Linked DNA regions of Mus musculus: all the other regions are linked to region 1. The links are chromatin contacts, called in public HiCAR-type, HiChIP or PLAC-seq and promoter capture Hi-C maps. All regions are on one chromosome and are shown on one strand. Each heading gives the region's core, a stretch centred on a gene start, on an enhancer-like site or on the middle of the called end of the contact. The rest is flanking DNA. Distances are from core to core; before and after follow the strand shown.

The links. Promoter capture Hi-C pulls out the DNA fragments that hold promoters and counts their contacts. HiCAR-type assays count read pairs that join an accessible place to other places. HiChIP or PLAC-seq counts read pairs in DNA pulled down with a chosen protein or histone mark.
Region 2: a contact with region 1 is called in a promoter capture Hi-C map of pre-B cells, with 3 times the contacts expected there. The contact joins the promoter of Slc25a12 here to the promoter of Sp9 in region 1.
Region 3: a HiCAR-type map of astrocytes shows a contact between it and region 1, with 4 times the contacts expected there. The contact joins the promoter of Hat1 here to the promoter of Sp9 in region 1. A contact is called at or near these places in 1 of 39 promoter capture datasets (hippocampal neurons) and 1 of 115 datasets of contacts at active chromatin or transcription factors (astrocytes).
Region 4: an H3K27ac HiChIP or PLAC-seq map of embryonic stem cells shows a contact between it and region 1, with 38 times the contacts expected there. The contact joins the promoter of Dlx2 here to the promoter of Sp9 in region 1. A contact is called at or near these places in 11 of 39 promoter capture datasets (cranial neural crest, embryonic stem cells, frontonasal cranial neural crest and 2 more), 1 of 15 datasets of contacts at CTCF or cohesin (stem cell-derived epiblast-like cells), 81 of 484 Hi-C or Micro-C datasets (B cells, LSK cells, arterial endothelial cells and 37 more), 16 of 115 datasets of contacts at active chromatin or transcription factors (SST interneurons, astrocytes, embryonic forebrain and 6 more) and 5 of 9 other capture datasets (adipose tissue, embryonic stem cells, embryonic tail and 2 more).
Region 5: a promoter capture Hi-C map of hippocampal neurons shows a contact between it and region 1, with 6 times the contacts expected there. The contact joins the promoter of Itga6 here to the promoter of Sp9 in region 1.
Region 6: a HiCAR-type map of kidney shows a contact between it and region 1, with 10 times the contacts expected there. The contact joins the promoter of Pdk1 here to the promoter of Sp9 in region 1. A contact is called at or near these places in 4 of 39 promoter capture datasets (embryonic stem cells, hippocampal neurons, liver and 1 more), 5 of 115 datasets of contacts at active chromatin or transcription factors (astrocytes, embryonic hindbrain, forebrain and 2 more) and 1 of 9 other capture datasets (embryonic trunk).
Region 7: a HiCAR-type map of astrocytes shows a contact between it and region 1, with 5 times the contacts expected there. The contact joins the promoter of Rapgef4 here to the promoter of Sp9 in region 1. A contact is called at or near these places in 7 of 39 promoter capture datasets (embryonic stem cells, frontonasal cranial neural crest, hippocampal neurons and 3 more), 4 of 115 datasets of contacts at active chromatin or transcription factors (astrocytes, embryonic forebrain, forebrain and 1 more) and 3 of 9 other capture datasets (embryonic stem cells, embryonic tail and embryonic trunk).

What each region holds. Positions count from the first base shown.
Region 1 is chr2:73,270,264-73,273,529 of GRCm38.p6, reverse strand. Sp9 (trans-acting transcription factor 9) reads right to left here and starts at 1,604. Exons shown (of 2, transcript NM_001005343.2): 1 at 1,439-1,604; 2 at 1-405. The coding sequence starts at 1,459.
Region 2 is chr2:71,366,174-71,369,439 of GRCm38.p6, reverse strand. Slc25a12 (solute carrier family 25 (mitochondrial carrier, Aralar), member 12) reads left to right here and starts at 1,685. Exons shown (of 18, transcript NM_172436.4): 1 at 1,685-1,927; 2 at 2,860-2,913. The coding sequence starts at 1,916.
Region 3 is chr2:71,387,483-71,390,748 of GRCm38.p6, reverse strand. It overlaps Hat1 (histone aminotransferase 1), which reads right to left and starts at 1,489. Exons shown (of 11, transcript NM_026115.4): 1 at 1,445-1,489; 2 at 751-846. The coding sequence starts at 1,451.
Region 4 is chr2:71,545,076-71,548,341 of GRCm38.p6, reverse strand. It overlaps Dlx2 (distal-less homeobox 2), which reads left to right and starts at 1,588. Exons shown (of 3, transcript NM_010054.2): 1 at 1,588-2,358; 2 at 2,774-2,958. The coding sequence starts at 1,950.
Region 5 is chr2:71,785,171-71,788,436 of GRCm38.p6, reverse strand. It overlaps Itga6 (integrin alpha 6), which reads right to left and starts at 1,498. Exons shown (of 26, transcript NM_008397.4): 1 at 1,117-1,498. The coding sequence starts at 1,298.
Region 6 is chr2:71,871,591-71,874,856 of GRCm38.p6, reverse strand. Pdk1 (pyruvate dehydrogenase kinase, isoenzyme 1) reads right to left here and starts at 1,633. Exons shown (of 11, transcript NM_172665.5): 1 at 1,292-1,633. The coding sequence starts at 1,487.
Region 7 is chr2:71,979,420-71,982,685 of GRCm38.p6, reverse strand. Rapgef4 (Rap guanine nucleotide exchange factor (GEF) 4) reads right to left here and starts at 1,471. Exons shown (of 31, transcript NM_001204165.1): 1 at 1,335-1,471. The coding sequence starts at 1,399.

The DNA of each region.
Region 1 (3,266 bases), core at 355-2,854:
GGCCGCCGTCGTGTGCACCTTGGAGATGAAGGCCGACTGGCCGCCCGCCTCCTGCGGGGACACGCCGGCCGCCGCGGCCGCCGCCGCCGCCGAGTTGGAGAAAAGGCCGCCATAGTCGCTGCTGAAGGCGGACGACGTGGGGGACGTGGAGGCCAGGCAGAAGGCGCTGTTGGCGGCTCCCGAGCCACCCGCCAGGCTGCCCGAGCCGCGGCCGCCCGTGGCCACAGCGAAGCCGGAGAGACTGGAGCCGAGGTTGCAGCTGGACGAGGAGCGCTTCCAGGGGTGGAAGCCGCCTTTGGCGAAGGCGCTGGACTCGGGCAGGGTCGTCAGGGGGCTCGTGTTGCCGATCTTGTTGCAGGTCGCCGCCAGCATGGCCAACGGGGTCGTTCCGAAGCGTGGCTCTTCCTAGAGTGGGTGGGGTGAAGGAGGGAGCGAGGAGGAGGAGGAGGAGGGCAGGGAGAAGTGGGGGAAGACACAAAGTGCACCGGTGAGCAGCCTCGTTCCCCCCGCGCAGATCCCGGAGGGCCCTGGCACCCCGGCTCGCGCCTCCTCCCCGCACGCTGGCGGGGGACGCGCCGCGCCCCGCGCAGGACAGAGGCGACCACGAGCGAGTAGGAAAGTTGTTCCTCAGTGAGACTATAGATCAGAAATGCCTCGGTTTTCGCCACTTCGTTCGCTGCCACCCTTGTCTAGAATCAGACTTGGGTTGACGCCATAAGCCCGCTCATCTCCCAGAAGCTCCCAAGTCGCCCTTCCGGGTGTAGCACGAAGGTAAACACACACAAGAAATAACGGGTGAGGGCGGGGGGTGGTGGCCAAAACAGCCACCCAGTGCTGGAAGAAACTCTTAGAACATTCCTCGAATGAGTGGCTACGACTTGGCTATTTTCTTTTATAGTTCAGAAACGTAGTTTTGATATTTACACAACGCACACGATTACAAAAAGAATCCAAGTATAAGCGGCTTTCAAAGTCAAGGGCAAACTGGGGAGCCACGCTAATGTAAGTGTTTATTAATGTAACTTCGTGGCCTGCAAAACAAGACTTTCCAGAAAACACTGTAATGTAATGCAACAACCCCCAAACCAAGTGGCGGGGGGTGGGGTTGGGAGTGGGGGAGTGATGTTAAAATCAAGAAGGGAAGAAAAGAAACATTCGGCTTTGCCTCAAAAACCAGTTAAAAGGGAACTTGCTTAAGACATTCTTTTCTTGCAAAGGCAAAAGGTCCCAGGTTCCAATAACTTGAAAAGATCGGTTCCAGAAATGTAGAAAATGCTAAAAGGAAACCAGAGCTGTGGTATAGCAACAGTTTCTTGAGAGATTCTGGCCCAGAGAAGCCATAAGAAAACAAAACAAAAACAAAAAACCACCACCAACAACACAAAAACAAAACAAACAAAAATGAGCAAAGCCTTTGCAGCGAGTCTTTTTCACTTACCCCAAGTATAGACGTGGCCATAGCAGGTTTTGGGCTGCGCGGCGAGGCCCGGAGCGGTGTTAAGCCTGGCGGCTGCTGGGAATCACGATTCAGGTCCCGCGCGGCTCCCGCGTCCCGCGCTCGCGCCGAGCGGACTCTGGGCTCCCGCCGGCAAAACTCAGCCTAAGTGCGAGGAGCACCCGCTTTGAAGTGCCGCTGGCTGCGCCTCTCGCCCAATGAGGGCGCAGGCAGAGCAGACGGGAGCTGCCCCGCAGCCAATCAGACGCTCCGAGGGGCCCGAGCCCGGGCTCCTGGCGCGTGCCAGTCAAGTCTGCGGGCGTGGGTGGGAGGGGGGCGGGCTAGGGACAGAAGAAATTACAGTGCAATTAAAAATTTACACACACTCACGTACCAAGCCAGGTTTAAGTACTGTTGAGACCAAGCCGCAGGCCCCCACCACTCCCACCACCCTGGCCACCTTGCTACGTAGGGCTGACAGTCTTCACTCTCCACTTGTGGGAAAGAAGCAGGAGAGGGACACCCCGGCCTAGGGCACAAGCAGAAATGGTCTGCGTTCACTTTGTGTGTACACGTTGTTGCTGCGAAGAACTTGAACTTGTAGCCATCACTCTTGCGATGGATTTATCCTTGTCGTGGTCGTTTTCCCAGATTCCTGCTCCCACCGTACTCTTTTTATACTCAGAGTCCTATTGAGCAGAGGGCGCAAAGGACAGCTGGGCCTCTCCAGGCAGGTCTACACCCACAGACTTGTTAGGAGAGCCCAGAGCCTGCTGCATCCCGCCATTTCCCTCCAGCGGTCTAAGTGACTTCCTAATTGTCGCTCTGGCCTCTGACCCAGGGGGTAATACAAGTGCCTATCACACCAGAAGCTCCTGGTGGTAATTGAGGGCACCCTTTGTATGGCTTCGCCAGCGCCTAGATACCAGGTTAACCCAGTTGTCAAATATGACTAAACAGTGGGACGTGCTGATTATCTGCCAGGTTTTTCTGGGGGCTGGCGTGGGGGTGGGAAGCATCAGCCCATACAACACTCTGCACGAAGCCGCTTATTTTCACATTGTAACAACTTTGGAAACGGAGACCGGCGCGAGCGGCGTCCGCCCCCCCACCGCCACCCCCGCCGAAGCTGCAGCTTGCACCGCTGTTTGTTTAACCCGGTGGAGATTTGCATGTCGGATTTCAGGTTGAAGTCGAGTTTTAGGGGATGTTTATAGAGTCATTTTTCTTGCTTCAGATTCAAACTATCTCCACTGCAGACTGCTAGGGCCTAGAAACTCCGTCTTCAGGGCCAAGGGACTCCAAAGGAAGGCTCATCTTCATCAGGCACCCTGCTGACACAGCCTTTGGAGGACCTCTCCGGAGCCTTCACCGAGAGAGTCTGCGAAAGCCAGGCCACACGTGGGCGCCTCCGCCTTCTGCAAGCTGGAAGCATCTTCAAAGCCTCTCTGGACCTTGGTGTAAAAAGAGGTGTCCTCACGCATCGCAAGGCGCCGCCGCTGGAGGGTTTCCTGTTTCTGGGCATTACTTTTGTCTTTTCCAGGGTAGCCAGAGGCAGCTTTTGAACTAGAAATACCAGCGCCCTCAGGCAGGTCTGGATACTTAAACGTGTAAGCACGTCCCCCCTCCAAACCACATCCTGCTTTTTAAAATAATAACTCCCAACCCTAAATGATCGGGTGCAAAAGACAATTTGTCGGGGGAACGACAAGTCAGGAGGATGTGAAGTTGTTTTTCCAGGTTGAGTTCATTTGCAAGATCTCTAGGCCCAAAAGTAAGTCCACCGCAAGACTTCTCTCTCACCTTAAGGTGGAAGACCAGGCCTGCACGC
Region 2 (3,266 bases), core at 436-2,935, 1.9 Mb after region 1:
AACAAAAGGCAACCAACTAAACAATAACCAAAAAAAAAAAAAAAAAAAAAAAACCAAATATGGTTGAGGTCCTGGGTAAACACAATCGCTAAATGTCTGGCTTTTACTGGGCTCTGATATTTTCAAATAGCACATATTTATTGATAGACACAAGTATTCATGGCATGTATATGATTTTATGAATTAAGTAGATTTAATTTTAATACTATAATGACAAGAAATCTCATCACTTCCTTCCCTCTCACAAAACCCATGTCGAGTGCACTAATGATCAGTTTTAAACAAGTCAACCATGTTTCTTTTAAAAAGACTTATCCCCTTGCCTGGTCTCAAAGATATTGAAAAGTGAGCACACGAAGCCTATAACTGGTGGGTGGGAATAAAGGCAATATACTACTACAGGAGACATCATCAGCTTGTTACAAATTTTCTTGTAATAACCCAGGGATAATCAAATATTGCAACATTTAAGTATGATTGAGCCAAGGGTATGATATCTACAATATGTAGGATTGCTATTTAGTTTTATAACTTAAAATGGTCTATGATAATGGTGGCAAAGAAGGTCTTTGCAATAAATAACTACTTATACACATACTTCATATGCATATATGTGTATTTATATCCACACTTTACAAATAGGACCATGTCTAGCACATGGAGGATTTTAGTAAATATTTGGGTGAATATCAATATGAGAACTAATAGGATCTTTTCTCCCCTTCTTTTTTTTTTTTTAACAATTTTTAATTTTATTCACCTTAGTGCTTAGATGAAATGTGGAAAATAGGTGTTGATTATCTTTCTACCTTTAATGAGTTCTGAGGAGCCTCAGACTGAGCTATCACCTCGGATCCGCACCCCTCTTCCCCCTCCACACACCCCCCCCCCCCCGCCTCCCTCCCTTCCCCTTTCTTACTTCTCCTCTATTCCTTTCGTTTTTCTTTTCTTTGAAGACGCGTCTTATGCATCCAGGCTGGCCTCTAACTCTTATGCAGCCGAGGATGACATTCCGATTATCCTGCCTCCATTTCTCAAGCCTGGGGATTACAGTCGGATACTACTTCGCCAAGATAGAGTTTATGTGCTACTGGGCATAGAACCCGGGACTTCCAGCATGTTAGTTAGGCACTCCAGCAACTTAAGCTACTTGCCTGGCCCTCACATATCTTAATGGCAAGCCTCAGTTTTAGAGACATTAATTTAGCTTAAGGCAGGGCTGGGAATTCACAGAGGAATTGTTTCCTGTAGAAGAGAAAGTCAGCATAGCAAGTACCAGCTCCAAGATAAATAAAGTTGTTTTCTATATACATTGTACAAAGAATTTGGGTGGTTAAGAGAGTGAAGCGAATCTATTAATAAACCATTAGGGATATCCCAAGGAATGTTAATTCAGGAGCATATTTCTGAAGTTATGTTTACTTAGGTTTTCCCTTTAAAAAACCTAACTAATCATTTTCCTTATCAATATTTGTCACTGGTTGTCATAAACTCATTATTAATGGGACAAGCTCTCATATGCTTCCAACCTTGCTCAATACAGGCCCCAAGTGTTCCTTTAAGCCCCAAGAGGGAACCGACTTTGGCTGAAGCCGGTGCCCAAAGCCACACCCACTGCCAGGCCTTGGGACTTGGGGCTGGCCCAGAGGAGCCTCTGCTCACACTGCGCGTTGGAATCCGGCGACCGGAGCTCTGGTGTCCCCCGCAAGAGGTGCGACTGCCCCGCCGGCCCGCTGATGGATCAACCAAGGCCACTCGGTGCGCACCACCGACGCGCTCTAGCTCATTTGCATATAGACGGGCGCGGCGCTGCGACAGGAGGGAGCGCGGGCGCGGCCCCGGGCCGTGGCGCGCGCGCGCCCTGACAGCTCGGCCCAGCTCGCTCACTCGCTCGTTCCCGGCTTCCGAGCACAGCATGGCGGTCAAGGTGACTCCAACTCTCTGCTGCTGCTTTTATTGCATAAGAGACGTTCCAAGGGCCCCGAGTGCAGCCCCCCGCCTCTTTCCGTTGCTTTCTTTGCCTGGTTCTTAGCCAGTGCGTCCCGGGGCTCTAGATTGCGGGTGGAGAGCTGTGCTGGGCTTGGACCGGAGCGAAGAGGATGCCCGGCTGGGGGAGGGGAAGGAGGAGGGATCGTGAGTTGGAGGGGCTCCTGAGGACCATGGTCGGGAGGAGGAAAAGAGTAGTGTTTTGTCCTAGGTACATGGGATTGCGAGCACAGAGTTGGAGAGCATCAGAGAGGGACTGAGAGTCAGCGGGCAGGAGAACCGGGGATACCCAGGGCATCCGCGGTGGGGGAGGGGGTGGGTGTTGTCATTTGGGGCCACAATACAGCCCAGGGCACTGGTTGACATTTGCCTGGCAGGTTGTCAGATGTCGAAAGTATCCGTATTGTGGCAGCTCTCAAGGTTTAGGTCAGATGGAGAAAGGGTCGCCAAGATGACGATGTACTGTTTCTGCTTTCCACAAGAAAGGCTGCTAGGCCCGGCTATTAATTTGGCTGTTTTACATCTCCTGTTGCTCCTCTCTTGAGGCTCTCAGGATTTGTAGCTTGGTGGTTGCTACTGTATTGCTAGTAGTTGTGGAATAAAGTAAACGATTACATTGGTTTCCCTTTCCAGTTCACAGGAAGTGCCGTCTGTAATTTGCTCTATCTTGCACTATTCACACCCTTTTCTCCCACCCCTTAGCCGTAGATCTCCGGTTTGACAGGTGTTATCAGCAATTAAGCTTTGGGTTTGTTTTTAGACTAAATGACCTTATGAAAGATAAATGAGTTGTTAGCAGATGTAAACTATAATCTAAAGAGATTATGTGGTTTCTAGCTAAGCATTAACCAGTCATTCCCCCCCCCCCCTCAGGTGCATACAACCAAACGAGGTGATCCTCATGAGCTGAGAAACATATTCCTCCAGGTAAGTGAAAGAATTTTACATCAGGGAAAGAATGGGAAGAACATGATCGTTATTCCTCTTTAAGCTCTCTAACTTTGAGAAATGCTCTTCTCACAAACATGAGTGGAGGATGTCCTTTGTACTTGGTTTGTTTTGGTTTTTTTTTGAGACAGATTTTCCTTGTGTAGCTCTGGCTGTCCTGGAACTTGCTTTGTAGACCAGGCTGTCCTGGAACTCGGAGGATCTACCTGCCTCTGCCTCCTGAGGGCTGCGATTGGCTCTATACCCGGCCGTTTGTACTCTTAGTAAGAACGGATTGGAAAATTTTTCTTTCTATTGGGGATTGATATGAGGTTTTCCTGGAGTTGCTCTTT
Region 3 (3,266 bases), core at 240-2,739, 1.9 Mb after region 1:
TTTTTTTTAAAAAGATTTATTTATTATATCTAAGTACACTGTAGCTGTCTTCAGACACACCAGAAGAGGGCATCCGATCTCATCATAGATGTTTGTGAGTCACCATGTAGTTTCTAGGATTTGAACTCAAGACCTCCGGAAGAACAGTCAGTGCTCTTACCAGTCCTGCTCCCTGGGGCCTGAAGATTGATTGATTGAATGATTATATGTAAGTACGAGCACCAGAAGAGAGCATCAGATCTCATTACAGATGGTTGTAAGCCACCATGTGGTTGCTGGGATTTGAACTCAGGACCTCTGGAAAAACAGTCAATGATCTTAACAGCTGAGCCATCTCTCCATCCCCCATTTGCAATTTTTTCCCCCGAGACAGGGTTTCTCTGTATAGCTCTGGCTGTCCTAGAACTCACTCTGTAGACCAAGGCTGGCCTCGAACTCAGAAATCCGCCTGCCTCTGCCTCCCAAGTGCTGGGATTAAAGGCATGCGGCACCACTGCCTGGTGTATTTGCAATTTTTAAGATGAGATCACATATACTTTCTGCCACACTATCTTTCACTTTCTTATCACTATCTTTCCCCTACCCCTTCTACCGCATGAACTTAGAGAACTGCCTAAAATCTCCATGTCCAGTCAACGCAGAAAGTACCTGTTACGTAATCGTCTTAACCTCAAGCTGTGTTTCCTATTTTAAAGGCTCTGTTAAATACAGGGCTGCACACACAGAACTCCTCTGAAAGGAAATACGCACCTAGTTTCAGCTCGATTGCTGTGTTGGTGTTACACTTGTACTCTGCTAGTTTCTTCTCCACGGCACTCTTATACTCCACCAGAAATTTCTCCAAGGCTAGAAACGAATAAAGCACAGCAAGAGGATTCTACTACACACAGCACAGAAGTTCCATTCTAAGTGACAAGTTGGGCAGTGTAAAAACGACTTTCTCAAAGGACATCTAAAAAAACAATGATCTCAGGAATCCTGAAGGGTTATGAGACCCTGAGTGTGCCCTGAACCAGGGCAGGGCAGCAGCACCGCGCTCGCTCAGAAGTTGGCTGGGAGGGAGGTGGGCAGGGCCCTGGAGAGGATCAGCTGGCGGGAACTGGACCTAATGGGTTACATTAGGGCGACAGTGAGCAAAGGGGAACGAGGGGGTGAAAGGCTCCGAGGCAGACCGCGCTCCACCAGACCAAACTGAGCGCCTTGCCTGAGCTCAAGGCCCGGGAGGCCCACGGGAGGCGCCGAGCGTCAGCACCGGGGGCGGTGGCGCCGAGCGCGGCCCACCGGGAGCCAGTCCCCGACCCTCAGTGCCTCGCGGAAGGGAGAGGCCTTCTGGAACCTCTGCTAGAGCCCGAAAGTTCCAGGCGGCCACTGTCACGGCCGCCTCAACGTTCTTCCCCAGAAGCACCCGCCTCCTCCCCTTGCTAAACTTTTCCCGGGAACTTACCCGCCATTTCCGAGCTCCGAGCGCCCGCAGCTGAGGAAGGACAAATCAACCCGCGCGCTCCCGGGCCGGAAGTGACCGCAAGGACTTACGCGTTTCCCCCGCCCATCCTCGGCGAGCCACGAACCAATGAGAGGGAGAAGGTCCAGGCGCGCGGCGGCGGAAGTGCCTCAGGAGGCGGGGCTAGCACCGTGAGAAGGCGCCCGCGGTTGCCTAGCCACCGCACGTGAGGATGCCCTCACCCCATGTCTTCGGCGTCCCAGCCTGTGCGGCTTGCTGGCCACTAGAGACTTGCTTAGAAATTAATGTGAATTCTCAAACAGCTTAAGGCGATTGTCCTTCCCATCTTTTGGCCCGAACGCAAGTTTTTCTGTGGGGGTTTCATTTCGAAGTTTTTAAACTTTTTGATTCAACTTTGCCATAACCCATTTTAAAAGGTTCCTCTGAATTTTATTCGTATTTTGGAGCTGGGTGACCAATTCAGAGTCATACTTATGGTAGACATAAGGCTCTGCCACTAACCCATTATAGACTTTCTTTGTGCTCCCAAATTGAAAAATAGTGCCATATTAAAGAACTCAGGGACCCAAAATGGAAGACTCCCGAAAGCTGTGCTCTGATTACATGCTAGCGTGCACAACTATTAAAAGTAAAATTTAGAAATATACCTGCTTTTGCTCTTAAGTTTTCTGGACAACCATTTAGCTCACTAAAAGTGGTTACTAACACTACCTCAAGTGGCTTGATTTAGTTGGACTTGTATGAGGTCCTAGTGGCTTGAACTAATCATAGGATACTACCCATTTTTAATCATGGGCCTTATTATTTAGTTGCTTTTGGATTTTTTTTTTTCTCCCAGAGGATAATTTGCTATTTACCTCTACGATGGTATTCAAATACCAGACTCCCTGGTGTCAACACATTTGCTGATACGCTTTAAAATGATGCATGCCGTATGGAAAGTTGATCTTTGGTATATCGGGTCTCTCTAGAAAAGAAGGAACCAATGGAATGAACATATATTAAAAGATGACTTACCACCTTGGCTTATGTGGTACACTTGGAGAGGCCAGACAGTGGTTGTCTCACAGCAAATGCTGAAAACCTGGTGGTCAGTCCTCAAAGCTAGGAGCCTCAGCCCAATCTGCCTGTGAAGACCTGAGGGACTCCTGGAGAACTGTTGGGTCTCTGCCTAGCAAGGTTCTAATACCAGCGCTTGAGAAGGCTAGGCTGACTCCATGACAGGCTTCAAATTGGCAGTTAAGGAGGTTAGGCCTAAATCTCTTACCAAGACCTGGGCAAGTCCAGGCAAGTCCAGGCCTCCGAAGCCGGCCCGCCACCTGTCTGGCCACCTGTCTGGCCCGAGGCAAGGACAATGGGTCAGCAGCAGTTTCCAGGCCTCCCCCAACAAGTTTACAGCCTCTCTACCCCGGCAATGGAATGTCAGTAGAGATGGACCCAACAGATTATCATAGAGGTCACCTACCCCAGAACTCCCTAATGTGCTTTAAATCAGGCCTCTGAGCTCACTTGGGTGTCTCTCTACCTGGGTCATGGGAGACCCAGCTTGCTAGACTTCTGCAGAATTCAACACTCTTTGTGGTTACATACTATTGGAGTCCAGGGTGACATCCTTCAGCAAATCATGGACCCTTACACACCAAAAAGGTCAATGAACTCTCCAGTGAGAATGAAGGTTAAGGAGGCAAGTTAGCAAAGCTTTCTTTCTGCCTTTTACCTGGGCCATTACCAGAAGGTGCTGCTCACACTTAAAGTGAGTCTTCTCCCATCAATTAAGATGATCAAGGCAATCCCCAGCAAACAT
Region 4 (3,266 bases), core at 339-2,838, 1.7 Mb after region 1:
AGGCGCATTACCTGCCTCATTATTCCGCTGTGTGAATGCTGGAGTTTTAATTACACACTTGCTTTTTCTGGGGAAGACCAAAGATCGTATTTTTTAAAGTATCAACTTGTTTTCCATTAGGCAGTTGTTGTAACAAGTTCTTTCAGTGACATGTTATGTCTTTAGGAAGGGATGCTTCAGATGGCGCGCACTAGCACAATTTTGTGGCTTTTAATTACTATTTTGTTCTTTTGGGGGGTTTCAGAGGCTGGCGCCTGGGCGTGATTAGACTGTCTACCAGGCCTGTAACAACCTCCTACACTGTCCACCAGGTGGCGCCACAAAGCAGGCGCTACCGCAATCTTCAAACTTGAGAGTCCATCACTGCGCTGAGTCCATCCATCACCCTTCTTTTGAAAATCCCAACCACCAGAGAGGGGAACTCATCACTTGGAAAAGAAAGAAAGAAAGAAAGAAAGAAAGAAAGAAAGAAAGAAAGAAAGAAAGAAAGAAAGAAAGAAAGAAAGAAAGAAAGAAAGAAAGAAAGAGAGAGAGAGAGAGAGAGAGAGGAAGGAAGGAAGGAAGAAAGAAAGAAAGAAAGAAAGAAAGAAAGAAAGAAAGAAAGAAAGAAAGAAAGAAAGAAAGAAAGAAGAAAAATAAAAATAAAGAAAGAAACCTAGAGAAAGAAATTACAACAGTGGAGTAAGATCCTAGAACACGAAAATGTAAAATAAAGTAGACAAAATAAAACTTCTTATATTTATTGTTTATATCAAGAAAACGTGTGATAATGAATCTTGATAAATCTCTAATATTACTTCAGTATCTCTTTTTTTTTTTCATTCCCCTTTTCATAAAAACACCAATGCAAACGACTTTGAAGGCTGTCTAGTCTGGCCTACCTTTCCCAAGGAGGGAACCTCAGAATCAGTTTCCAGCTAGTGGCTCAGATGTGCGTCATTACTAGAGACCTTTATGTGTATGAGGAAAAGTGATTTCAAATACATTACTAGTAATAATACCTTTGGGCTTATAGAGCTCTTCTCTCAAGCAAAAAGGAAAAACGTTAAACATTATCCAATTAATTGTCGTAATATCTCTGTGGGTAGTTTGGGAAGCATAGGTTATTATACGCGGTTTATGGATAATTTAAATCAATTGCCCGTCAGGTGCAAAGTGGCTGACAAGAGTAGTGCGAGCCAGGCACCTCGAGGAAAAGTATCTGGAGAAAAAGGAGACAGAGCTGGCTCGGCCCTCTTCCTGGCTTTATTTGATTAAGGCGAAGTTGGACAAGAGATGTAAATCGTTAGACTTGGCTCTTGAAAGCAGAGTAAGGTGGGAGACCCCATTTCTTTCCCGGAGCCTTATGTCCTGTTGCGGGCCATCCCGCACCCTATCCAGCTCCAGATCGGGTACCCACTTTCTGCAGTGCTTGTACACGCACCCACCGCGGCCGCCTTGCCCGCCACGTGACACGCGGGTCCCGGGGCCGCCCGGTCGCGGACTCCCGGCGCCCCGCGGCTCATTCCTTCTGATTGGCTGTTGCTAGGTGACGTTGCCCGCGGTCACGTGATAAGTGTTAAATGCCCACCCTGCAGGAGCCTGCCCGGCAGACAATCGTAAAGCTGCTCGGGGGTCGCTCACCTGCTCCCGCCTCCTGGAGCCCCTACCGGGTCTGACCGCTCTTGCCCCCTCCATTGCCCGCCCCCCGCCCGAGCCGGGCCAGGAGCCGAGAGGTCCGAGAGGCCCGGGAAGGATGCGGCCAGCAGCTGCGGTCCCGAGCCACGCACGGTGATCGCCTCCTCCAGGGGAGGAGGCGCCTAGACCGTAGCCTCATTTCTTGTTTTCCTCTCCCTCCCCCTCCCCGTAATTACATTGGTTGCTGGAAGGGACCCGGAGAGATAGACAGAGGAGGCGCCTCGCATCCCCCTCTCGCCCGCCACCCGTGCTCTTTCCTGTCCCGGGTCAGGATGACTGGAGTCTTTGACAGTCTGGTGGCTGATATGCACTCGACCCAGATCACCGCCTCCAGCACGTACCACCAGCACCAGCAGCCCCCGAGCGGTGCGGGCGCCGGCCCTGGCGGCAACAGCAACAGCAGCAGCAGCAACAGCAGCCTGCACAAGCCCCAGGAGTCGCCAACCCTCCCGGTGTCCACGGCTACGGACAGCAGCTACTACACCAACCAGCAGCACCCGGCGGGCGGCGGCGGCGGGGGGGCCTCGCCCTACGCGCACATGGGCTCCTACCAGTACCACGCCAGCGGCCTCAACAATGTCTCCTACTCCGCCAAAAGCAGCTACGACCTGGGCTACACCGCCGCGTACACCTCCTACGCGCCCTACGGCACCAGTTCGTCTCCGGTCAACAACGAGCCGGGTAAGCATCGCAAGCATCTAGGGTGCCCAAGTCACGGGGAGGGACCGGGTAAGCATGGGGTGGGGGGCAGTCCGGAGCTCTAGCCTTGCACTCTGTGCATCTCTTGCTCCCGCCCTGAACTCTGCCCAATCTCCAACTGCACGCGAATCGCAGTTTCTGCCTCTCCACGCTCCGGGGGACAGAGTCGGTGGGCGGTTGGGCCAGTTGGCATGCTGTGGGTAGCGCATAGCTTTGCTGCCCGCCTCTTCTTTCTCTCTTGCACAGCTCCCCCGGGTCCCTTGCAGGGTTCCGTGGCCAGGCCAGTCGGCGCGTGCTGAAGTTGGGAAGGCCTCCTCAAGTCTCTAAAGGCCTCCGCTCCGAACTTTAGGACCGCGGGGTTGGACGGTGGGTGCTCACCACTCACTTTTCGTTGCAGACAAGGAAGACCTTGAGCCTGAAATCCGAATAGTGAACGGGAAGCCAAAGAAAGTCCGGAAACCACGCACCATCTACTCCAGTTTCCAGCTGGCGGCCCTTCAACGACGCTTCCAGAAGACCCAGTATCTGGCCCTGCCAGAGCGAGCCGAGCTGGCGGCGTCCCTGGGCCTCACCCAAACTCAGGTGAGCAAGGTGGGAGATGGCCTGCTTTCTCTAGGAAGCGGGCACGTCCGGAACAACTTTTCAAAAGTATATTTTCACCTGTGCTTTTTTATTCCGGGCAAAGTAAACTTCTAGGCCCAATGCTTAAAACAAACAAACAAACAAAATAAGAAATTTTTTTCAAAGGGGGCAGCCGCATGGGAGGAAAGAAAATGACCCGGGTGGACAGAAATCCCACACTACAACGCCTTTCCACTCGCTGCTGCTAAAGCGGGTTCCATAACTGACCTGACACCGCACTACCCAGAACCTTGGTCACATACTTAGAG
Region 5 (3,266 bases), core at 249-2,748, 1.5 Mb after region 1:
CAAACCCCAAAGTTGTTAAATATCCGAAAAGGGAGTTTTCTCCAGTTTAAAATAATTCTGGCCTCTCCTTTCCCCTTGGCTGCACTCTGTTCTCTCCGGTCTGCTGGTCCTGGAAGGACCTGGGTTCAACTCAAGACCTGGGCGGGGAGGAGGACCTTTTGTTGTGGGAATGAGCATGGATCAAGAATTTAACCCCACTGCGACTGGGCGACTAAGCTCCAGAAAATCTTCCCCAATCAAAGAACTGGGTCATGTGGGAGCCAACACTGTTTAAAAGGCAGAGCCAGTCGCTTTCTCCTGGAAGAAACACTTGGGAGGATGACTGTCACTTCCGAACCTTCTTTTCTAAGTCCCTCCTAGAAGGGGCACTTTGCTCTAACTCCTCCGTGAGGCCCACCCAGCACTGGGGCCGGAGGATCCTTGAGTGCTGCTGATCTATCAGGGAGCTGGGAGGGGGAGCTAGCACACCGACTCGAAGAAGCCTGTTTTCACAGCTGAGCTAGTCCTGAGGAACAGGTGCTTTTTAAGAAGCATGTTAAAGTATCTCCTGCAGGAGAGCCCACTCTGCAGGGAAAGTCATACGGGACAGCGAAAAGTGGCTTCCCAACTTCCACGCGGCGCGCGAACGAGGGAGGGGACCGGACGGTCGGAGAGTTGGAGAAAGGCCTGCATTTCCCTGGAAGACTTCCCGCAACCCTGTGTCCCATCACTGTCCCTAGTGCACACGTGAAGCTCAGCAAAGCGTGCCACCTGCCGGGGTCCCTGCAAACTAAGCCCGAAGTGGAGAACCGCGGAAAGCACTTCAGGGGAGGGGGAAAGTCAAGTATCCCGGGGCCGGGCCCGGGGTTTGTCCCTTCGGCTCTCCTCACTCCCGGGAGGCGCCGTGTGCAGGGCGCGGCGGGCCCGGATCTCTCAAGTCTTGGGCCGAAGAAGTGCGAGCGGGCAGGGCAGGGCAGGGCAGGGCAAGGTAGGGAAGGCCAGGGCAGAGCAGAGCCGAGCTGGGCTAGCCCACGGATAGGCTCTGGGCACGCGGGACGGGCGGCAGCAGGGCGCGCCCTCGTTCTCCCTGGCGCAGCGCGGCGCCCCGGTGGGGATGGGAAGAGTCGGGGAACTCACAGCCGCTTGTCCTCCGGCTGCAACTGCCAGTGCATGGCGAGCGAGAAGCCGAAGAGGCTCCCGGGATCCCCCGATTTCCGGATCACGTTGTCCTCGCGGGTGTCCAGGTTGAAGGCTGTACCCAGCCGGGCTAGAAGCCCCGCGGACAGGTAGAGCAGGCACAACTGGCCCGCGACCGCCATGGGCGCGCGCGGTGGGAGGGACCCGCGGAGCTGCTGCGGCCTCTGTGCGCGCGGGCTCGGGGCCGGGGCCGGGCTGCCTGGCGCGCCGCTGCGGCCACTTGGCCTCGGTCGCCCCTGCGCGCGGCCCCACCCCCGGCCGGCTCACGCTCACTGTGCGGCCGCTCCCCCACGCCCGCAGCTAGCTGCTGCTCAATGAGCCCGTTGTTCTCTGGAGACTCTCAAGCGTTTTATCGAGTGACCGGGACTCCGGCCCCGCCCCGCCCCGCCCCGCCCCTCCCGAGGCCCCGCCCGCCACACGCACCTTCCCTGCCGGCCCCGCCCCGCAGCGGCGCACCCGCCGCAGCCCTCCCACCTTCCCGCCACCTGCCCGGAAGCGTCCCGGAGCTTGGCAAGACTAGCCAGGCTTTTTTTCTACCTGTCACTGAACTGCGGGCCTCATAGGGCTGACTTGCAAAGACATCCGTTCTCCAAGGGTTCAAGACGCGCCTAAGTATGCCCAGCTCTTGGGGTTGGCTTGATGTTGCATACTCGCTGGCTCCCCAGGGACCCAAACGTCGAAAACGTTGCTGTGCTACTTAAAAACACACTGTTTCATTCAGGCCTAGGAAGCGGGCTTCTCTGTGCTGATGAGTTTTGGTTTTTTTTTTAAAAAAAAAAAAAAGAAAGAAAGAAAAGAAAAGAAAAGAAAAGAAAAGAAAAGAAAAGAAAAGAAAAAAGTCAACTCAGATTTTTGTGGGAAGATCTCTAGGTAGGGAACACTGAGTCCTTCTATCTTGGGCCCTGGAGTTTAGCTATTGTCCCCTTTTCTTACCCTAAGTTTCCTAGTCTAGTTAGAACTGCATAGATAGAGACAGCTAGAGGTCCGTGTGGGTGGCTTGAAGGCTTGAGTCTCGCGGGCATAGGGTGGGGCTTTCCAGCGAGGTGTTGGCTTTTGAGGCATGTTTATTTTAGGATAGAAAAACTTGCTTCAGGGACGCTCAGAACTTGGTTGAGAACAAACAATATACATTTTAGTGAACCATTTTTTATTATCCTCTGACATTTAGATTAGCATGTTTTCTCTTATGAATGTAGACAGTAAACCACAAAGGCAGGAGACTGTACCAACAACCCAATTATCAGTAGAAAATACTGTTTTATCCAGAAAAGTTGGTTGTTGCAGATGTTTCAAATTACAGTTGTTATTAGGTAGCTACTCTGCTAGATCTCGATGTATGTCAATAAAGAAGCAATTTATTACTATAGAAAAAAATGTTAACATTTTGACATATGTTAATATAATCGATTTTCTTCTTAAAAACATGTATGTTGTGCATAGGGTCTTGGTTTTCAGTAACTTACTGAACGGGCCTTGTTCTACCCTGTCTCCTATCGATGTAATTTAATATTTTAACCAAAAGCCACCTGAGGAGAAAAGAGTTTGTTTTATCTTACATTTCCAGATAATAGAACTCAGGACGGGAACCTGGAGCAGAGACCATGGATAAAAACTGCTTAGTGGTGTGCTCCCTCTAGTTGTGTTGAGCCAACTCTCTATACAAGTCAGGACCAACTGCCCAGAGCTGGGTAACAATCACAGTGGGCTGTACACTCCTGATGCTGGAAAGGGCCTTTCCATGGAACCTAACAGGCATGCATAGGAAATAGAAGCAGGGTGCAGTCCCAAGGGAGACCCAAAGCGTCCTTCTACATCTGTACCAAGAGAACAGCTGGAGCTACTCAGAGAAGCTATGTGAATATCACGTGTGGTCTTCACAGGTGGCAGCAGCTGCCAGAGTGAGTCCCCAGCAGATGTGCCACTTCCCAAACAACTAGTAATCTCACATCTTGCCCTGGGTGAGGTATAATGGATCTAAATGCACACGAGATCTTGAAGATCACACGGTTTGAACAAGCGCTTCTGAAGGACATTGAGAAACTGTTAGAAATGACTGTCTAGTGAGGTAGAAAATATCAGCAGTGTGATTT
Region 6 (3,266 bases), core at 384-2,883, 1.4 Mb after region 1:
AAAAAGGAAAAGAAAGAAATCCTGACTCTCGACTTTTGAGTAAATTCTGACCCAAGTCATTGACTAGACACAAATACTAACCACCAGAACAAATACCACCAGAACACAGTCAGTACAGAGGTTTTCAGGCAACAGAAGGCAAAGACCATCAACACAGTATCACCAACCATCAAGTGGAACCAGCTCAGTTGTCTGATTCCTGAGACCATCACCTCCCCCTTCCTCCACTCTTGAATCCAGATGTTTGGCAGAAGAGTTGATAAGTGTCCCTCCCCTGGCAAGCACCTTCACTTGAACTAAAAAAGTCACATTTCAGCAATCCATTTGAAACTAAGTGGACCTCGCAGATGGAACCTTAGCAGAAAACTATCTTGTCAACAGTAGCAGTATTATTAAGGAAAGCATCTTGCCAAAGTTTAATAGCGTATTCATGAACAAGGTGAACATTGCTACACCACAGTACAGGCATTCACAAATAAAAGCAAAACACACACACAAAACGGGGGCCTTTCATAGTCCCTTACTAAAGAAACACAAGGAAAAGCACCTGTCACTTCAAACCACAATTTTAAGATAAAGTACCTACCCCCACCACTAATCTCTCGTGCGTGCTAACCATGTTATAACCTGGCAGCACGACACAGAAGATAACTTTTTCTACTCCAGAACTTTCGGATTTCAATGTTAAGAGTTTATTCTAAGCATTTCCCTTTCCGCCTCATTACTCCTGATGAGAAGCCAAAAGTCAAAGGCCTAATTCTGCAGTTCTGCAATCTGTTACACACAGACAAGACCATGCACTTTACACGTGCTTGAGACTGGCTGCTGTTGAAACGAATTTGCTCTCGGTGAAAACACTGGCGAGGAAAGCACTGGGCCAGTAGTAACTTGTTTTCCAGCCATCACGCCACTCCAAACGATCGCCACTGTGCTGGCACCGATCTCGCCTCTGCAGAACACCACCCTCGAAGCAGTTTGAGCCCTGGCCTTGAACCTGAGCAAGGCATCCCCAAAGACACCAGGTCCCCAAGCGCGCACCTACGCACGTGCGCGGAAGGCTGCAGCCGCGGGCCCCCTGCTTTGTTTTTTTGGGTTTGTAGTTTTTTTTTTTTTTTTAAACACACTATAGTCGCACGTCCCTGTTACGTGCCCGGCCTTCCAGCGCCCGCTCCCTCCGAGGAGGAAGGAAGCACCTAAGACGCAGGGGGGGCGACACGAGGGAGGAGGAGGGGTGCGCCTGGGAGGACGGGGCCCGTGCACAGAGGCCCGACGGCCCAGCGGCCGCCCTCACCGAAGTCCAGGAACTGCTTCATGGAGAGTGGCGACGGCGAGAAGCGCGCATAGAAGTCCACCTGGCCCGGAACGCCAAGCTCCGACGCCGGCCCGGAACCCGAGGCCGAGGCCGAGGCCAGGCTACGGCTGGCGCAGGGGACGGCGCAGAGCGGCCTGACGCTCGTGCCGCCCCGCAGCAGCCTTGCCAGCCTCATACCGAGCCCCGCCGGAGGAGCCGGAGCTCCGGGCGCCAACCTGCGGCTGTATGCCGCTGCCCGGGCGCTACGTGCGGGACGTGGCTGGCCGCGGGGGCGGGGAGCTGCTGTCAGCGCTGCGGCCACCGCCCCCTCGCTGGAACCACGCCCCCGTAGGCGGAGCACGGACAGCACGGAGGAGGGCGAAAGGCTGCGCTAGCCACCGCCCCTGGTTAAAGACACGCCCATGTAGGCGGGGCCCTGGGAGGACGGAGGCGGGGAAAGAAAAAAAAAAAGGGAGCGCTGCTGAGCTTTGTGGGGTGTGGTGCAGCTGAAACCACCCGGAGCGAGTGGCCGCCGTGGGAGCCCGGCTTAAACGATCCAGCTTGCGCTGTGTTGCACCCCTTTGCACCCTTTCGTACTTCCTCCGCCCTCCCAGTCTCAGCGGAAAAGCTCTAGGCTGTGCGAGATCGTTGGCAATGAGCCTGTTCTCATTGCCCTTGGATCATGCAAGCCCTTGATTTGCAGGTGCAGCCGAACAGTGGTACAAGAGTTGAACTTGGGGGTGTGGCTCTAAAGAATTCCACAGCAACGAAAGTCCCGGGAAGAGCGCGTTGAAACACTTTATGCAAGCAATATTGCCACAGTACTTAAAGACTACTCGCTCTTTTTCTGTTAACTCATCTTAGAGTTACAATGTGCCTGCTCCATCTTTTCAATGTATAGAGATAGTGAATGTAGAATTAGAACATATTTAATATCTAACCCCACGAAAATCACGTCTGTCTTCTGAACACTGTAAAGTCCCCATCCAACTACCCTAACATTTGCTGTGTCTTAGGTGCAAGAAAACTATCCTGCCACGTGTGAAGTTTATCAATTATGTAGAATACACACCGAATAACACTTCATAGCTCCATGCTGGTCGCTTTTGGGTTTTGTTTTGGTTTTGTTTATGTTTTATGAGACAGGGTTTCTCTGTATAGCCGTGACTGTCCTGGAACTCGCTCTGTAGACCATGCTGGCCTCGAACCCAGAAATCCACCTGCCTCTGCCTCCCAAGTGCTGGAATTAAAGGCATGCGCCACCACTGCCCCGCTCGCTATTGGGTTTTGAAAAAACACAAATCATGAAGTCTGGGATGTAGCTCATATCCAAAGCCCTGCGTTTCATCCCCAGCACAAGGAAAGAAAAAACAAAAGCAACCCCCCCCACCCCACCCCCCCACATTGTGTTGGCCCAGGTTTATAATTTCAGCGATCTGCAAGTGGAAGCAGCAATGTGGGAGGTGAGAATTCTAAGGTCATCCGAAATCATGCCAGCCTGTTATTCTGACTCCTATCTGAAAACAAAGAAACAAATACCTGCCCACCCTCCCCCAACATACACAGAAAAACAGAAATTAGATCAGAGTCCCTTTAAAGAAAGCTGTTATTCTGTATCCAACAAACTGTGTGTAGCACAAAGCGGGGATATTGTCCGCATGGAAACAAAAGCAAGTGGTTTTGATTCTAGAGAAAGAAAAATTGTTTTTCCTCAAGTATCCAGTAGAAATTGTGGTCTCCTCTTGGGGTTCTTAGTCTCATTTAGAAAAGAGTTTAAGAATAGACTAAAGTGGAAGCTCAAGGATAATTTTATTAAAGTTTAAAAGAAGAAAAAAAAAACCTCCAAGGTAAACAAGCTGTGCATCTCAGCAGCTGCCTGGAGGAGGAGAATGGGGTAAAGAAAGAAAACAAACAAACAAACAAACAAAAAAGCACAAACCAACGAAAAGACCTATGCTGCTCCAGTTACTGGCAT
Region 7 (3,266 bases), core at 222-2,721, 1.3 Mb after region 1:
TGACTGTTTGCTATGCAGCTCTGCAAAGAGAAGTATGTTGCTTACTACCCAAAATTATCACTCACGGGAAGCACTATTTATAGGTTAAGTGCAAGCGCCTGATTATCTCTTGTTTTATAATTCACTTTTCCTAAAGTATTAAATTTAGATTACTGATCACATTAGCAAGCTCTTGGCTTAAATGTGCCTTTAATTCCTCCACAGAATTCTGTATGACTTAACCATCTCTTCAATTGTCTTACTGTTTACTGCATATAATTTCTCTAATATTAGAACATACCATTTTAGTCAGAAATGGGGCAATGCCTGCCAAAAATATTCTTGCTACTGTGTAGTAACTAAAAATCGAGAATGTTTATCACATTAAGTTATTCAAATGAGTTCATTTAGCTCTTTTCAGTTAGTTAATATCTTTCCATCAAAGGCCTACAATAGTGGAACAGGCACAGCCGGCCACTCTTCAGATCCTCAAGTTTGATCCGGTCACAAATCTGTTCATTGAAAAATTTTCAATATGGCAGAGCACAAAATAATTCCCACAAATGCAATTCGGATATCATGCAGATTGCTGAAGGATGTGAATCACTGGCCTTTGGCACCAAACTCTGGGACTCAGAGGCTGGTCACGCTGCAAGGCGTTTGCTTGTTTCTTTCAAAGTTCAGATGCATCACCTTTCTCCTTAGGGTAATAAACTATAATTGCTAACATACTGTGTAATGTTTACTGTTAAATTTGCAATCTGGACAAACAGAAAATTCCACCGACAGAGCCTAGAAACAACTGCAGTGTGTTGTCACCCACGGCACCTTCATCAGAGGCTGGCGAGAGCCAGCACTCTCTGCGGTTTAAATTTCTCTTTAGAGTGAGGGTCTTTTCTGCAGAAGATTAAGACGCCTCCGGTGACCTTCCTAACACAGACCTTGAGAGAGCGCCCGCGGGAAGAGGGCTGTGGATTTCAGCAAGGGACTTGACAGCTCCACTGAGTCCCTAACACTTGGTTTTCCGGAAACAAAAAAGGTGACTGCACCTGCATGAATACCCCCCTTCTCCCCGCCCCTCCTGGAAACTTAAATGACATTCTCCCTGAGGGTCTGGACAGCCTGAAGCTCGCATGTATGTACCCTCCCTGGTCTTAGTGCCCATTGGAAACCACCCACCCACCCACCCATGAATGGAGCGTGGAGTCGCAGCGGGGCGGAAGGGGACCAGGGCAGGCTGGCACCTTGTCCCCCACGGCGCCGCATTCTGTTCCCGGCACGTGGAATGCTCTCCCGCAGGTGGCACCCCACGAGTGGACCCCCGCGACCCAGATCCCGCACCCCACCCCACGTACCTTTTATCCAGGCAGGCGATCCACTCGGCCGAGGACTGAGAGTGTGCAGCGTGCGCAGCGACCATGTTGGGCAGCAGCGCGCGGTGGCCCCGGGCCGCGGCCACCTCCCGCGCGCCTCCCGGCGGGCTCCCGCGGCCTGCGGGGCGGGGACCGAGGGGCGGGCCAGGCGCGAGGCCCGCGCTGCACTGCGGCGCCCGCGTGGGAGCCCAGCCGCCCCGCCCGCCCGCCAGGAGCGGCGACCCCACGACACCTGCGGCAGGTGCCCCGCTCCGCCAGGCCCGCGTCTACCCTCACCTCGGGGGAGGGAAGAAGGGGGAGTTCTGCTGCGATGCCACCCGGTTGCGCGTGGGGAGGGGATGTCAGACTCTATATATTTTTCGTACAGCAAATGCCACTAAAATGGCTGCTGCCTCTCCGTTTCCTTAGAAACCCATTAGTCCTCCTCGGTGGCTGTCAAAACTTGCTAGCTGATCCCAGCTCACCTTTACAGTCTGCTGTTTAAATTGGGATGAGAGAGGGCAGGGCTGGGAAGGCTTGCGATGAGGTGGGGGTGGGGGACATCATGGTCTCTTGATGTGGACCCCAAAGGATAAATGATTCGGAAGGTTGAGGGGCGTTGGGGGCTGGGAAAAACAGAGACAGTCTGAAGCAAAGGACCCAGGAGACCAGAGGATTAAAAGGGGGTGCAAACTGAAGTCACTGGCCTTGAACCTCAGACTTACTTGGACTCCATGTCCCAACCACGACAAAAAGAAGCAATTAAGAATGGGATATCCCTGAGACCCATGCAGAACTAAGGTTTCAGGCCTGGAAGCCAAGTTCCTGGGCACTCCATGAACTTGGGTGGTTAGCCTCTACTCTCCCACAGCCTTCCTCTTCCCAGGTTCAGTGCGGAGGGTGGCCACAGCTGCCTGTCTTCCTGTAGGTGTTCACTGTAAGTGTTATGCCTAGAAGTCGTTCAGTTATACCCTGCCAAAAAATAAAAAAATAAAAAGAAATAAATTTACATGGACCGTTGTTCAGGAATTTGGGGACAAGTTAAATCTGTTGGACTCCTATCAAGCGCTGTTTCGATATTTGTGACATACACTTAGGAATAGGCATGGGTGGAACGGAACAGGGCTTTATCCTCGATCATTTGCTACTGTCCCTACACACACCGCCCATTTAGGGCCGATGCAGGGAGACTGGGGAGCAGGAAACAGCCTGTGCCTTCTGGGATGCTTTGATTCTCTTACAACAACCTTGACCTTAAATCTCTCCAGAAAAATTTTCCATTTCCCCATGTTCAATAGACAGGATCTGGTTTCAGACCCACAACCAAGTGTTTTCAGCAGAAACTCCCTGTTCTGGGCTTGTCCCTCAGCTGAGTTTCATTCCGTTAATCTCTATTATTTACCATAAATATCTCTTAACATATTATACCACATAAAGACTTCCAAAGGTGTCATCTTATATGGTGTGAAGGAGACATGTCTTCTAAATATTTTTTGTTTATAAAGGTATCTGAGCTATTGGGACATTTCAAGGTTACTGAACGCTTGCTCCAAATGCCTCAGAGAATACTTAGAGGTGAGGAGCCAGAGGAATAAAAGACAATATATCACCTGTCATCATTCTCATTTAGTCTGGGGGTCAGTCTGAGAGGCAGGGACAGAGGGACGAGAAGACTCCACAAGGGACACTAAAGAAAAATGGAACAAAATAGTGCAAATTCTATTTTGAGGGAGACTATTAACTAGCAAAGGAGGACACTTAGGGGCTGCTTGTCATGGATAAGGTCTCCAAAAGTCCTCCACATATGCAAAGCATTTTAAGATCTGTCTCATAAAGTGCAAGGCCTTTGTTTGTTTTGTGGGAGCACTGACTTACCTCTAAGGACAAGCAGAATTATTTAACTACTACCTAGAAGGAGCACCAACAACGATTAGA